2 separate regions of the Oncorhynchus mykiss genome follow, and region 2 is linked to region 1. Evidence: chromatin contacts called from public Hi-C data. All regions are on one chromosome and are shown on one strand. The core of a region is the stretch at or near the end of the contact, and the rest is flanking DNA. Distances in the headings are between cores, read along the strand shown. Region 1 holds the start of rxylt1 (ribitol-5-phosphate xylosyltransferase 1). Region 2 holds the start of parp12a (protein mono-ADP-ribosyltransferase PARP12).

Region 1 (3,845 bases), core at 989-3,488:
TCCGTGTAGTAGACCTGCTGTATAGCCCTGACCCTCTGTGTAGTAGACCTGCTGTATAGCCCTGACCCTCCGTGTAGGAGACCTGCTGTATAGCCCTGACCCTCTGTGTAGTAGACCTGCTGTATAGCCCTGACCCTCCGTGTAGGAGACCTGCTGTATAGCCTTGACCCTCCGTGTAGGAGACCTGCTGTATAGCCCTGACCCTCCGTGTAGTAGACCTGCTGTATAGCCATGACCCTCCGTGTAGTAGACCTGCTGTATAGCCCTGACCCTCCGTGTAGGAGACCTGCTGTAAAGCCCTGACCCTCCGTGTAGGAGACCTGCTGTATAGCCCTGACCCTCCGTGTAGGAGACCTGCTGTATAGCCCTGACCCTCCGTGTAGGAGACCTGCTGTAAAGCCCTGACCCTCCGTGTAGGAGACCTGCTGTATAGCCCTGACCCTCCGTGTAGGAGACCTGCTGTATAGCCCTGACCCTCCGTGTAGGAGACCTGCTGTATAGCCCTGACCCTCCGTGTAGTAGACCTGCTGTATAGCCATGACCCTCCGTGTAGTAGACCTGCTGTATAGCCCTGACCCTCAGTGTAGGAGAACTGCTGTATAGCCCTGACCCTCCGTGTAGGAGACCTGCTGTATAGCCTGACCCTCCGTGTAGGAGACCTGCTGTATAGCCTGACCCTCCGTGTAGGAGACCTGCTGTATAGCCCTGACCCTCCGTGTAGGAGACCTGCTGTATAGCCCTGACCCTCCGTGTAGGAGACCTGCTGTATAGCCCTGACCCTCTGTGTAGGAGACCTGCTGTATAGCCCTGACACTCCGTGTAGGAGACCTGCTGTATAGCCCTGACCCTCCGTGTAGGAGACCTGCTGTATAGCCCTGACCCTCCGTGTAGGAGACCTGCTGTATAGCCCTGACACTCCGTGTAGGAGACCTGCTGTATAGCCCTGACCCTTGCCACTTCATACTCTTTTATCCCAACCCGGGCACTCCGGGGAATTGAGAACATGGTTGCCATCACAATTACAACATTGTACACCCTCAGATTCTTCAAGAACATTCCTTCGGCACACACTTGATACATGTCCATACCTTTAGCAATTTCGGCAAAACGGCTTGAACACAAAAGCTTTCGTCGCATATCTTAACATATCCCCACTTTGACATGTGAAGGGAGATACTCTTCGTCAAACAGAAATAATACTGACAGGCTTTCTTCTTTTCCCCCATCCACTACACGGTTCATTCGGTGTGCTCCAACTACTCTTGGTATGCTCCTCGTAACCACGAGGCCTCCACATCCAACGTAACGTCAGAGATGACACCTTTTAACGGTGCTTTGCTACAAAAATCTAAACTCTTCACTTCAAAAGTCCATCTGCGGGTTTTCACTGCTCCCTTGTACTTGATTGATTAATCAAGGTCACTAATTAGTAAGGAACTCCCCACACCTAGGGTTTAATTGAAAGGGAAAACAGTAAACCTGCACGCACTAGGCCCTCCGTGGTATGTGTTTGACACCCCTGGTCTACATGATGAGATTATTATGCATATTTTTATTTGTCAAAAGGCAGTCAAGCATCAATCATCATGTCACCAATATAAAACCCTCAATATTTATTGGAAAGGAGCATCAAGACCCCCTGTGCACTTTCACCTCCCTGTGAAATTCATTATCATGTATTTAATCTGTAGCCTAATAAACTGCATGGTTTCCCAAGTCATAGCGGGAGGAACACACACCATACCATCGCGTGACTCCAAATTTACTTTGATATGATGGTTATTATATCAATATTTGCGCATAAAGGCGTTCCACCACCATTTCTCGCATTATTAATTTGACCAACACAAGAAGACCCCACCATGTCGAATGAACAAATTATCTGTCTGTATTTATAAAATTGTACCGAAAATACCTGTTTCCATCACAGCTGTTTTGATTTTTTGCTGGGGATGGTGTGACTTTACTCACATAAAAAAATTGGGATGGAAACCACAGGAGGTTGGTGGCACCTTAATTGGGGAGGGTGGGCTCGGATTAATGGCTGGAGCTGAATATGTGGAATGTTATCAAATACATCAAACACATGGTTTCCATGTGTTTGATGACATTCCAACTGCACCTTTTCATTTTCGTCAAACACTATTTTATATTGGATTGCCTTTGATTTGATGGAATGCACATGCGCAGTTTGGCGTGTGTCGACCGTTAGACCCGATTACGTGTTTCTGTGCATGAGTTTCGCAAGCCAACGTCGCCATGACATCGCCTACGAGCGTGATAGTGGATTTATAAAGGAGAGCAGTTTCTGTCTTTGCCTTAACTGTCAGCTCGATCCGCCTTAGGTACGCCCTGGGTAACATCCGGGATTATGTTTCAGCGCGCAGTCTCAATTCTTATAACATCTTTGTAAGCAATTTGTTTTGTATTTAATGTCAATTATGCCACACGAGTCGTTTTATTTATCAAAATAAAAATCGGTTCTGTTTGACGATAAGAAGAACATGCTTCACGTAGATTAATTCCAAAAGGGGAATCATTTTTCTCCGGCAAATCTTATGCCAGCCTTTGAGCTGGGTCCTTGAACTGTAAACAGTCGCTTTTGATTGCTTTCTCAGTGTTTCCGAGACAACAAGCTGTACAGAGATTGGTCACTTTAACTGATACTCGAGTGCAGAATGGTAACGTGAGAAGGAAAACATGAAAAAACATCACAGAAAAATATTCATCCTGATAGTTTTCGTGTATGTGGTGTTTTCCTTGTATGCTGCATACAATGTATTTTTTAATACGAAGGTGATCACCCGTGTCCACAGAGTGGTGAAGAAAATTACAGTCGCAACCTCAGGTAAATTACCTAGCTAGCTACATATCTGACAAAATAAACTCACTGTCCATAGTTTGCGGGTCATGTCCAATGTTGTAGATGAGAATATACAGTCAACACGTGAATACCCTCACATGGTTATGGACTGGTCATGTAAATTGGCTATTTGAAAACCACTAACTAGCTAGCTCCAATAAGTGTTATTGTACTGTTGTTTTGGTGATTACAGGTGGTGGTGTTGTGGCTCCTTACATTGGGGATGATGTGTGGAACCCTTGGGAGGATGAGCAGGCTAATGCACTTTCTGCTCTGCACAAACAGAGGGAGGCTTTCAGACAATACCAGGAGCGCATTGACAAGAACAGGCCCAAGAGATACAAAGTTCAAATCTGGGGGAAAGCGGCCATAGGTAATGCCTTTTTACGGATCTTCTGTGATAAGTTGTACAATATTGCTTGGTATCTTTTTGTTGTTTGATGCTTCCTCTTACAATGTTAGGTTACATTATGGAGTAAAAAACATTCTTATGGATATTGTCCCTCTGAAGTAACTTCTCTCTTCTATCAGGACTTTACCTTTGGGAACATATTTTAGAAGGTCCCCTCAACCCCACCGACATACAAGCACAGTGGAGAGAGGGGGAGATACAAGTGGGAAAGATAGATTTCAGGTAAGGCATCACAAATGAGACTCCAATCACAATATAAGATGCATATGATCTAGCTGATGTCAGCTATTCTGACAGCCCTCCACCCCACCATCTCTCTCTCTGTCTGTCTATCTATAGTTTCTACACAGGTCCAGCGGTGATCCAAGGCCATGTTCCTCTGGACACAGACAGTGTGGTTCTGGTGCTGAATGGCCGGGAGCAGCAGAAGATCTCCTACGCCACCCGGTGGCTGCAGCATGTCCAGACCTTGATGCAGTTCCACGCTGTGAATCGTGTGGCTGTGGTTCTGCTGGGCAGCGAGCGCTGCACCAATGACTGGATCAGCCCCTACCTGAGGAGACACGGGGG
Region 2 (3,845 bases), core at 760-3,259, 170 kb after region 1:
CCTCAGAAAAAGTCTGGTTCATCCTTAGGAGCAATTTCCAAACACCTGAAGGTACCACGTTCATCTGTACAAACAATAGTACGCAAGTATAAACACCATGGGACCACACAGCTGTCATACCGCTCAGGAAGGAGATGCGTTCTCTCTCCTAGAGATGAACATACTTTGGTGTGAAAAGTGCCAATCAATCCCAGAACAACCGCAAAGGACCCTGGGAAGATGCTGGAGGAAACCGGTACAAAACTATCTATTTTCACAGTAAAACGAGTCATATACTGACATAACCTAAAAGGCCGCTCAACAAGGAAGAAGTCACTGCTCCAAAACTGCCACAATAACGCCAGACTGCGGTTTGCAACTGCACATGGGGGAAAAAAATCTTACTTTTTGGAGAAATGTCCTCTGGTCTGATGAAACAAAAATAGATCTGTTTGGCCATAATGACCATTGTTATGTTTGGAGGAAAAAGGGGGAGGCTTGCAACCCGAAGAACTCCATCCCAACTGTGAAGCACAGGGGTGGCAGATTCATGTTGTGGGGGTGCATTGCTGAAGGAGGGACAGGTGCACTTCATAAAATAGATGGCATCATGAGGATGGAAAACTATGTGGATATATTGAAGCAACATCTCAAGACATCCGTCAGGAAGTTAAAGCTTGGTCGCAAATGTGTCTTCCAAATGAACAATGACCCCAAGCATACTTCCAAAGTTGTGGCAAAATGGCTTAAGGACAACAAAGTCAAGGTATTGGAGTGGCCATCACAAAGCCCTGACCTCTATCCTATACAACATTTGTGGGCAGAACTGAAAAAGTGTGTGTGTGAGCAAGAAGGCCTACAAACATGACTCAGTTACACCAGCTATGTCAAGAGGAATGGGCCAAAATTCACCCAACTTATTGTGGGAAGCTTGTGGAAGGCTACTTGAAACGTTTGACCCAAGTTAAACAATTTAAAGGCAATGCTACCAAATACTAATTGAATGTATGTAAGCATCTGACGCACTGGGAATGTGATGAAAGAAATACAATCTGAAATAAATCATTCTCTCTACTATTATTCTGACATTTCACATTCTTAAAATAAAGTGGTGATCCTAACTGACCTAAGACAGGGAATTTTTACTAGGATGACATTTCAGGAATTGTGAAACTGAGTTTAAATATATTTGGCTAAGGTATATGTAAACTTCAGACTTCAACTGTATAAGACCTAAGCTGCTGATATGTTTGAAAGTCCATAAGAATAAACCACACCATTCAATGCACGCAAATTAAGGTGTTACATATAGTAAATGCAATTCAGTTCCTTATTCTCTAGCGGCTAGTCCATATTTAAATCTGACGTAGATTTAGTGCTGCTGCTTTATAGTTCATTCCGAAAGTATTCATGCCCCTTGACTTACTCCACATTTTGCTGTGCTACAGACTGAATTCAATATTTTATTATCCACCACCTACACACGATACCCCATATTGACAAAGTGAAAACAAGTTTTTACAAATGTTTAGTAATTTATTAGAAATTTCTCATTTACATAAGTATTCACACCCCTGAGTCAATACTTTGTAGAAGCAACTTGACAGGTAACAAAAGTTGCCTGCGGAGGTCTATTGTTCATTGCTATACTGTACTGCCATCGTGTGACCATTAGGTATTATTACATGAATTTATGTATTTCATGTTTTACATAACACAGTGGAATAAAAAGCAGAGGTTATGCAAAATCCTATGTTGGTCATATAAACAGAGGACCTGGTGGTGTGAATTTTCAACAACTACCAAATTGTCCATGTTGAAAGCAGAGGTTTAAAGTGTCGTCACTAGGAGCTGGTCACTAGCTTCCACAGTCATAAACCCCGCCTATATCTACTTTAAATGTTAAACCTAACCTTAACCTCACTGCTAACCTTGTGCCTAACCAAAAATACATAATTATATTTTTTTTCATTAATTTTTACAATATTATAGAACGTTTTGACGTTATGGCTGTGAAATCCTGTGGAACCAGTTTTAAAGGGCTTTGACTTTGAGTTTCGTTTCTCCGGAAGCGTGACTGACGTCCAATTGCAAGTTGGGTGAGGTGAGGATCAAAAAATATAATTTCCCCGACCGAAACACGATGTCGTCTGTCGTGTCTCGATATGTAACACAAATTCTGTGTGGAAATCAAGGATGCTTGGACTTCAAGCAGCTTGACCGGATCGTTGGTCAAAAGTTCACTGTTGCAGATGACGTCCTACTTGGAATACTTTGTGACAGAGGAAAATATGCCATCAGTAAAGGCGAAGGAAAGGCCTCGCGTCTCGCTATAAGCCAGAACAGTGTTATTGTTGCAAAGACTTCACTGCGAGTCTGTCAAAGCCCTCCTGGCGATTGTCTTCATTGCGAGAACTTACACTTGTGCAGATACTTTGTATGCGGTAACTGCAGGTTCGGGTAGGTGTCATGTTCTGTGAGACTATAAACATATATTTTTTTTTATCTCATAGTGGAACTGCAGATGTTTCATATCATAGGTAAATACTGAGGTCAAATTAGTTTTATATTGGATATTCGGTTCTCTCATCAATAGCTATTGAACCAGGCATACTATGGCTATACAAATTGTATATTCTGTACCAGGTGAATGGTGAACAATCCACTACTTTTATTTTTAATAACAAAATGGAATTAAAATCTTGAATAGTTCTTAAAACAAAGCGTGCCGTGACTATGAAAATCATGTATTCTGAATCAAGGGAGATGGAGGATGGAGTTTTCTCCATCTTCCCATGATCCAGGATATATAATTTTCATAGTCACGGCACGCTTTATTTAAGAGCTATTGAAGATTGAAATCCAGAAAAATAAAATATACATTTCAACAACAAAAAAGGTGTGGATTTTCTCCATCTTCCCTTGATTCAGAATATATCACTTTCATAGTCACGGCACGATTTGTTTACATGCTATTGACAGAGAGAACTGAATATCCAATATAAAAACATTTTTACCTAAGTGGTAAACCGAATTTAGTAATGTATGTTGATAATTCGGGTGTAGAATCTGTTATTGTTACACTTTGACCACAAACACACCTGTTGTAACTGGCCCTGTGACTCATTTATTTGGTATCTCAAGCAATGAGTATCAGATATAAGCTTTGATTGGACTAGTTAGTGAATAGATATAACAACAACATATTTTTGCTGAGGAGCCAACAGCATTTGTTGACCTGACTAATGCTTGAAAGTTAGTAATGTGACTCTTCTGTTGTCTTGGTTTAATTTGCTCATATTTTGTCAATGTACTTACATTGTTCGCATTTCTCTTTAAACTCAAGGAACAAGTGCAAAAATGCCCACAGTCTAGATTCCCCACACAACACAGCTCTTATAAGGAGTGTGGATCACCATGAGCTGGGGGAGGCAGAGCTGTTTCCACTACTGCTGCAGAATGACCCCTACCTGATGCCTGAGGTGGGTGGCTCCCAAAATGACCTCTACCAATTAGTGGATCTAAAAAGATTGGATAGGTTACTGGGAAGGTTAGCAATAAGGTAATACTGTAAGGTCACCTCCTTACTCTGTAATAGCTGGAATTTCTGCCATACTGTTTATTAAAGGTCAACTGGCCTTTAGAATCAACTTCTCTGGTTTTAAATGGCCTATATGGCATCGATATGAGTCAAACATTAATTATAGTGTCAAAATTGTGAGTTCATCGCGACTTACTTGAGCATGGGTGTCAAACTCTGGCCCGTGGGCCAAATTTGGCCCGCGGGGTAATTATATTTGGCCCGCGAGACAATACCAAATTACTACTAGAGCTGGCCCGCCGGTATTATACAGCGCATTCACCAC

Evidence for each region. Hi-C and Micro-C count contacts between places; a contact is called where the count stands out from the background.
Region 2: a Hi-C map of liver shows a contact between it and region 1, with 9 times the contacts expected there. The contact joins the promoter of parp12a here to the promoter of rxylt1 in region 1. A contact is called at or near these places in 2 of 3 Hi-C or Micro-C datasets (blood and liver).

What each region holds. Positions count from the first base shown.
Region 1 is chr1:42,123,652-42,127,496 of USDA_OmykA_1.1, forward strand. rxylt1 (ribitol-5-phosphate xylosyltransferase 1) reads left to right here and starts at 2,239. Exons shown (of 6, transcript XM_021601454.2): 1 at 2,239-2,848; 2 at 3,057-3,236; 3 at 3,395-3,497; 4 at 3,615-3,845. The coding sequence starts at 2,701.
Region 2 is chr1:42,293,010-42,296,854 of USDA_OmykA_1.1, forward strand. It overlaps parp12a (protein mono-ADP-ribosyltransferase PARP12), which reads left to right and starts at 2,010. Exons shown (of 12, transcript XM_021601474.2): 1 at 2,010-2,439; 2 at 3,326-3,461. The coding sequence starts at 2,123.